Regions from separate parts of the Anas platyrhynchos genome. Here region 1 is linked to region 2. Evidence: chromatin contacts called from public Hi-C data. All regions are on one chromosome and are shown on one strand. Each heading gives the region's core, a stretch centred on a gene start, on an enhancer-like site or on the middle of the called end of the contact. The rest is flanking DNA. Distances are from core to core; before and after follow the strand shown.

Region 1 (3,365 bases), core at 52-2,551, 170 kb before region 2:
ACGAGCTTATCAGTTTTATATACACTCCGTTCCTGGCAGAGGGGGGAAGACAGGGGTTTTCCCTCCCTCCAGCACATGCAGCAGTTTCACTATGTCTAGGTTTTGCCACCATAAACAAAGTTGTAGTGGCAACTACAATCTTTTTTTTTTGTTGTTGATGTTAAAAAAAAAAAAAGAAGTAACCTTTTAAGGCAGGCAAAAAAAAAGAAATAACTCAGTAAATCAGTGCTTTGTTTTACTGCACTGACAGCGTGAGGCTTAAGACAATATCCTTAGGATATTATTAATTAACAATCCAATCCTCCTAGCTTCTCTGTGGAGGGATGAAACTTGGCAGAACAGAGAAGCTCCAGATGGAGGAAATCTTCTGCATCAGATAAGACTCTGAGTGACAAACCCCCTATCACTCACATTTAGGACCACAGACAGAAGCTGCTTGTTATGGTGCAAATCAGCTAAAAATACCCTAAATGCAAACCTATTTTTCCTTAAAGCTACCTGTTACATCAGGTGTACTCAGAGTCCAACTCTATTGATTTTGGTGTAAAAAGCACTTTAATTGAAAGGAAAAAGTACCAGCAGTGAAAAATAAGGCAGGAAGGGATGAACTACAGTGGCAGCCCAGCTTCAAACATATCCTCTTAAAAGTTCACGGAATAAAAAGTTGTACAGCCCTAGCAGAGACTCTGCAAGCTAACTGTGTGAAATTTTAAACTGACTGACTTGTTCCCTTTTCCTGCAAAAACTGTAATTTATTCCGTGTTCTAAGGCCCTTTGAGAGAGGAGCTCACATAGGTTTGATGCAAAGTGTGCAGTACTAATAATACTAATCCAGAAGCCTCAGAAACGACTGCAGAGCTCTTTATGAAGGCCCCAGGCTCATGGGCTGTTGGTCTCTAAGCCAGCACCTGGAAAGCTTCCTGACACAGAAAGTTAACTGTAAGGTCTGTACAAAAGAACTATTTTCAGTAAATGAAAATGAAGGAGATGGGACAAAGATACAGAGCATGCCCGGCTATCCATCATAGTAAAAAACTGTATGAGTCAAGCCACCTTCCCAAACTGCTTTGGCCCATGCTTCAGCATTGCAGGGACATGCATAGCTTCTCCTGCCCGTGGTCTCCTCCCATAGCCCTGGGCTTCCTCAAAGCACATGCTTAGCTCACCTTACAAGCAAATACATCAAATACATTCAAAGGAGCAGAAAGTCATCTCCTTCCTCTCGTCCCTGAGCTTCTTCCTGGCTTGCTCACCCAGACAGTAAGAGACCACAGCTCTGGTTTCTTTTTATAGCCCTGGAGATGTGGACCCAGTCATCAGCCTGAGCAGTAAATCACTGACCACAGGCTACTCAGCCAGCCAGCCTCCTCTCCTGGAGGATGTCCAATGCTCCATCAACCCTAAGAATCCCTGTTCACATCTGCCACCCACGGTTCCCCACTGGGTCTCACCATCATTTAATTGGGCTGCAGTGATGACTTGCACTCTTTCCTCGGAGTTAGGTAGCTTTCTGTTATCGGAGTTGCCTTTTGTTAACTGCTGAAAGTTAAGCATTTTGTTTTGCCTTTTTAAAATCTATACTCGGTATCTTCTCATGGTTTTAAAATGTCTGCTAGGATTAAAGTTAAGACTTTTCTCCATTGGGTCCATTAAAGCTTCTGCAATTTTAATCTGTGCTTTTTATAAGACAACAGGATGCCATATAAATCACCACAGTTGATTATTTTTAAACAATCCCCCTTATCCTTACAAAGAAAAGAATCATTTGAATTTTACATTTTAAATGCTGATCTCACTTGCATTTCCTTCTACTCCAAATAGTGACATTATCCTTACTGTCTAATTAAGGAATAGATGCGTTAAGTGATAGATTTATCACCTACCTTGGAAATTACCATAACCATTATTATAACAGTAATGTCTACATCCTGCAGAATCCAAAAGTGCTTAACCAGCTAGAGAAATCCTGTTTCCATTGCACACATGTAACAGCAGAAGCATCTGGAACACCTCCAGGCTAAAATTCAGACCTGGATCCAGCCTAGTGCACATCTGTGTTAGATGTACAGTACGTGTGAGCAGCCCTCCTTCCTGTGAGCTGCAGCAGTGTAAAGCATAGGCTTAAACGTGTATGTATACAAGAGGGACAACAGCATCCCACACCCAACTACATACACCACTTAGATAGTAATAAAATAACAATTTAGGTACCTAAATCCACAGACAAATCCTCAAATTCCTCATGTAAACGTTTTTGAAGCTATACATGCATCTTAAAAAATTTATAGTTCCCTAACAGCCTTCAGCTCTGCCTCTAGCAAGACAGTGGTGATGGAGTAGACCACATTGGTGGTCTTACATGCACCAAAGCCCAAGTGGAGCATAAAAAAAAAAAAAAAAAAAAAAAAAGTAATAATGGATAAGGGCTTACCTGCCTTAAGGAAATGGATGAGGACATCCCTGAAGCATCAGGCCTCATGCAGAGGTGAGGGTTCAAGGAGGATTTCCTGCTGACCTTGTTATTCCTCATCCTTCAGGCAAGGAAATATACCTTTGACTACAACTCTGCAAATCTGGATTGCTGTCCCATTTCCAAAGATCCCTGCAAAGACTCTTCAAGTCAGCAACCGCAGCTACTTTTAGCCAAATCCTTAGAACAAGATCAAAATAAATAAATAAATAAATAAATCCACTCCTCAGAGCAACAAACCCCTATGGCACAGGGTAACAAACCAGCACAAGAAGAACCTCAGGGCACAGACCACTCTTGCCCAGCCACATTATCCTCAGTTACGCTGAGAGGGCTCTCGGATAGGAGAGCAACACCCAAAATCTGACAGCAGCACCTGCAGGGTGGGTGCTCAGCAGGTGCACACCATAGGGAAGGGGAAGAAGGTAAACGTTGCATTGAATGCTCTCAGTTCAAACAAACATGGAAGAAAAGTGTTTTTTTTTTACCAGTGCATGTAAGTCACAGCGGTTTGCAATTGTAGCTGGCTTTATCGGATCATGTGCTAAAATTGGTAATTCTTTCAGGCCAGGGGGAAGATTATCATCTGGTGTAAATTGTCATACTTACAAAAACAGCGCATTAATTGCTGTGATAATTTGCACCAGCTGAGAGTTCCCTCCCCCCCCCCCCCCTCAGGGACTGTGTTTACTGCTCAGCTCTGTGGCGCACAAAATGGCGGCCTCCGCCAGGCCCAGGCCTGGGGTGCCCCCATCTTGCCAGTGGCAGTGGAGGGCAGCACCAGGCTCCTGCCTTTCCATTTTAGATAAAAAGCATTATTACAAGGGGGTAACAGTAGCAGCAAAGCCTGCAGATATTAATAAAAGTCACCTTTGGGGGGGTCTGTCCCTCTTTC
Region 2 (3,784 bases), core at 902-3,401:
AGTGTTAGCATATTACCACTCTCTATCTCTAATTGTTCCTGAATATTAACTCTTGCCCTGGTGTGTGAGGGCGTAAATAACTGCTATATGAAAGTATGTGCCCTGAAAATTCTTTATGTTTCATTAAAAAAAAAATAAATCTAAAATTCTGTAGTTATTCTAAAAGGAATAGGAATATGGAGCCAAATATTTTGCTGATGTAATCTGAACCAGTTCACTGAAGTCAGTGGTGTGCTCCCAGACTCTGTAGAAAGCATTTTTGGTTATCTGAATAATTTTTGATTATTTGAATACCCAGAACTGTAAATGTGTTTGTTCTAGTGGAAATGATATGATCTTGATTTCACTCTTCAGATATATAGGACCACTAAATTAAAATGGTGCCACCACTTGGAAGTCTTTGTACCTGACAGCTAGCACCAAAGCATCAAGGTCCCGGTTTATGTAGCAGCCTCTGCTAGCAACTAGAAATCAGGGAATCAAAACCACTGTCAACTATTCTTCTTCTCAATGGGAAAATAAACAAACATTTTAAAGGCTGCTAAAGATTTTTCCTCTATTCAGATGATAATGTTTATTTCCTTCCTAGGTAAACACTTTCAGATTAGGAACGAATAGTTCAAAATAAGGTTAAAAATACTTGATAAAATGCCCTTTGTTAACTGCGTCAACCCATTTATACTAATCTGAAAACTGTATATGTATCCTTGAAGTCACAAGGAGGATGTTTATATGAGGTTTTACAGAAGCGATGCTTCCTGGAGTGTTGAACACACAGGGCTTAGCAAGAGAAGGTCTGTAAAATACAATGTCCTTCTTTATCCTTCCTTAGTAGCTGCTTAATATTTGTATTCCATTAGATTGTTCACTTTGACGTGGATGGCTTGTTTAGCAACATTGAATCGGTCCATCAAATATCAGCCAAACTGCTGTCACTGTTGGAAGAAGCCACGACAGATGTGGAACCACCCATGCAAGTAATCGGTATGTTTACTGTCCTCTTGAGTTCTACAAAGCCACGTGAAAGAATAAACATAACACTCTCCTGTCCTCTACCCTCATCAGACCTAACTAGTACTGCTCCCAGAGGCTAACTTGCTACAAGCTGTCCACGGTAATGCAGGCAAAAGGAAATGTGAAGCCTGTCCAGTGGCTCTGCTGGGCTCGTAACAGGCCTGGTCATGGTGCCCTCATTCCATCCTTCCAGATGTTGACGGGAAGAAAGGCTGGAGAGAGTGAGTTTAGAATGAGTAAATACCACAACACTGAGTTATGCTATATATTGATAACTTAATTTTCATCTAGTTTAGTGTTACCTACCTAACTGCTCATGCTCAGACCAACTCTTATATTGCATGCTCATACTGGTACCACTTGAGAAAAGCATTAAAATTGATTGGAATAATAAATACATAAAAAAACCCATACATTGTAAGCATATTTACTGGCAATATAATTCACGTAAGAGGTGATTAAGTGCAATTAACAGGGACATGGTCAGTGAAAGAAAGAAAGCTGTAATTGATACAGAGCTTGTGGGAATCTGTTTAGGAATGCTTGTAGGGATCATAGGTATTTTTAGCAAATGGATTGTCCTTGGATATATCACAGCAATCATGTGTCCTGCAGCTCAGGTCACGACTGTTATGGCTATGATCTATTCACTTGACCTTCTGGCACAGCTGGAAAAAAACAAGAAGTTTCCATTCATCAGCTCTTCTGTAACTGCTTATTCAGTGCAGAGGCAGTAGGTGATCCAGCTTACGGGATCAGGTGAGAAATCTTAATTAGTTTCAGTGCAAAGTCAGCCAGTTTAGCTTAAAAAAACTTTCAGCTATGATTCAGAGGTTCTCTTTTCCCTAAACTGACCACACACCACAGGTAATGTGTTACAGAAAGAACCCATCTTCTCACAACTTAAGGGTCCCTTCCAACTCAGGATATTCTATGATTCTATGATTCTATGAACTAATGGGGTAAAAACTTATTGGTTGACATTTGACTGGGAAACGTGGTATTAAAGCATACGAGGCTTGGGAAAAGTATTAATCCTAGTATGTCTCAATCTGGTTTGCCAAGGCAACAGCTTAACGTAGTTTGATGAGACTGTGTTGTTTGGCAGGATTTCAATAAAAGTGCATCATGATGAGTCATAGCCTTAATAAGCAATGTTCTATTCTAGCAGGAAGTGGCTTTCTCACAGCAAGGAGAATCATCCGTTTAGTTCTCTGCCATATCCAGAAGTAAAGACAAACAATTTCATCCATCTCTTAGGGTGTACTTCTCCAGAATCAGACAAAGAAACGTGAAAATATATGGGATTTTGGATCAGAGGGTTGACTTAATTATGGCAGGGAAAAAGATGGAATGTAAGGTGAAAGCACTTCTTGCAAAGGCTGAGAGAAAAGCAGGGAGGGTAATTGCATCACTATAAGCAATAAGTCAGTAAGTTTGCCATCCTTTAGAAGCAGAACAGATGATAATTGTGTCTTGAGGATCCTCATAATCAGTGTAAAAGTTGTTAAAGCCAGTCTGTGGAAAAAACAGGATGAGAATCTCTTTAGCACACCCATTATGTTCTATCATGTTTATGGTATTTAAAGATCCTCCATCAAAACATCTTCCTTTGGAAGGCAACCCAGTCACAGTGAGGTTGAAGAGAACTGCTGTTTCCCTGGTTTGGAACTAAAACAATGCAGTTGCTTATATTTATGTCTTTTGATGACAGATTTGGATCTGTCAGAGTGCACAAAAGACTCAGTATTTTCAAACCTGTGCCCAAATATGTATTTCTGGCCCCTAAATCAAGCTTCTACAGTGATACGCTCAAAGATCAACTGATTCAATCCATACAACTCAAAACCAAGAAGAGCTTTAAGCTTAGGAACCTTAGCTGCTTTTAAAAGATCCCATCCATGAAATCAGCACATCATTTTTTTTCTCATCATTTAGCATCAACGAAAATACCTGTCATTATGGCGCAGTACGTCAATGAACAGATCTTGGTCATTTCTGTTTTGGAAGACAGAATGATCATTTCCAGGCTCTAATATATGCTGAAGGGAACTGTAAGTCTCTAGTTTGCATTTTTGCTACAGAAAACATGACCTCTCTTGAGAGCTTAGCATTATTACAGGCTGTGCTAAGCACTTGGAGCTCTGCTTAAAGTTAGTGAAAAGTGTGAGAGCTCAGCATCTCTGTAAAGCAGGCACCGAGGGTGCAGAATCAGGAGAGAGCTTGTTAAGGTTTCCCCTCACACTGCCAGCTAGTAAAGGCCGGTGTGGAGAGTTCACGGGAATGTCAGGAGGCAACGTGTCTTGCCAGCCATCAGCATCAGCATTTAACACGAGACAGAGAAAATAGGGATGACAGCACCTGAAGAAGATCCAAGTAGAGGATGCTGCTGCTTTTCTGACGGTGGCCTTACAGTAACTAAAATGAACTTCTGTGGTCTTAACTCAGTCATTGTTGTTCCCTTGTTCGCACCTTGAAACCAACATGCATTAGACAGCCCAGTTAACCTTCACTGCTAGGGGAAAAAACCCAGAGCTGTGTTACTGTGGTAACTGAATCATTTTTCACTTTACGACAGAGCAGTTCAATGCAATGTATTATGAAACAGCCCACTCCGGTCAGGATGAAACATGCAGGATGCCTGACAGCTTTGTGCTCGCTGTGAATGAACGGAGAGCTCCCAATTAACACGGTGTTCGGCTTTTAACTTTAATAATCATCGCTATAACTCAACAGGAATGTTTATAAAACATCGGACTGGTTGCCATGT

Evidence for each region. Hi-C and Micro-C count contacts between places; a contact is called where the count stands out from the background.
Region 1: a contact with region 2 is called in a Hi-C map of skeletal muscle, with 3 times the contacts expected there. The contact joins two enhancer-like sites. A contact is called at or near these places in 4 of 8 Hi-C or Micro-C datasets (F1 follicle, liver, skeletal muscle and 1 more).

The regions. Positions count from the first base shown.
Region 1 is chr4:9,284,562-9,287,926 of IASCAAS_PekinDuck_T2T, reverse strand. No RefSeq gene overlaps it. Among named protein-coding and RNA genes, the nearest start is that of CXXC4, 9.0 kb to the left of the region's middle. Within about 2 kb of position 1,301, at least 3 of the 8 cell types and tissues checked have an H3K27ac peak or open chromatin away from gene starts, as enhancers often do.
Region 2 is chr4:9,111,943-9,115,726 of IASCAAS_PekinDuck_T2T, reverse strand. ARHGEF38 (Rho guanine nucleotide exchange factor 38) reads left to right here. Exons shown (of 14, transcript XM_005027895.6): 3 at 861-984. Among named protein-coding and RNA genes, the nearest start is that of ARHGEF38, 15 kb to the left of the region's middle. Within about 2 kb of position 2,151, at least 3 of the 8 cell types and tissues checked have an H3K27ac peak or open chromatin away from gene starts, as enhancers often do.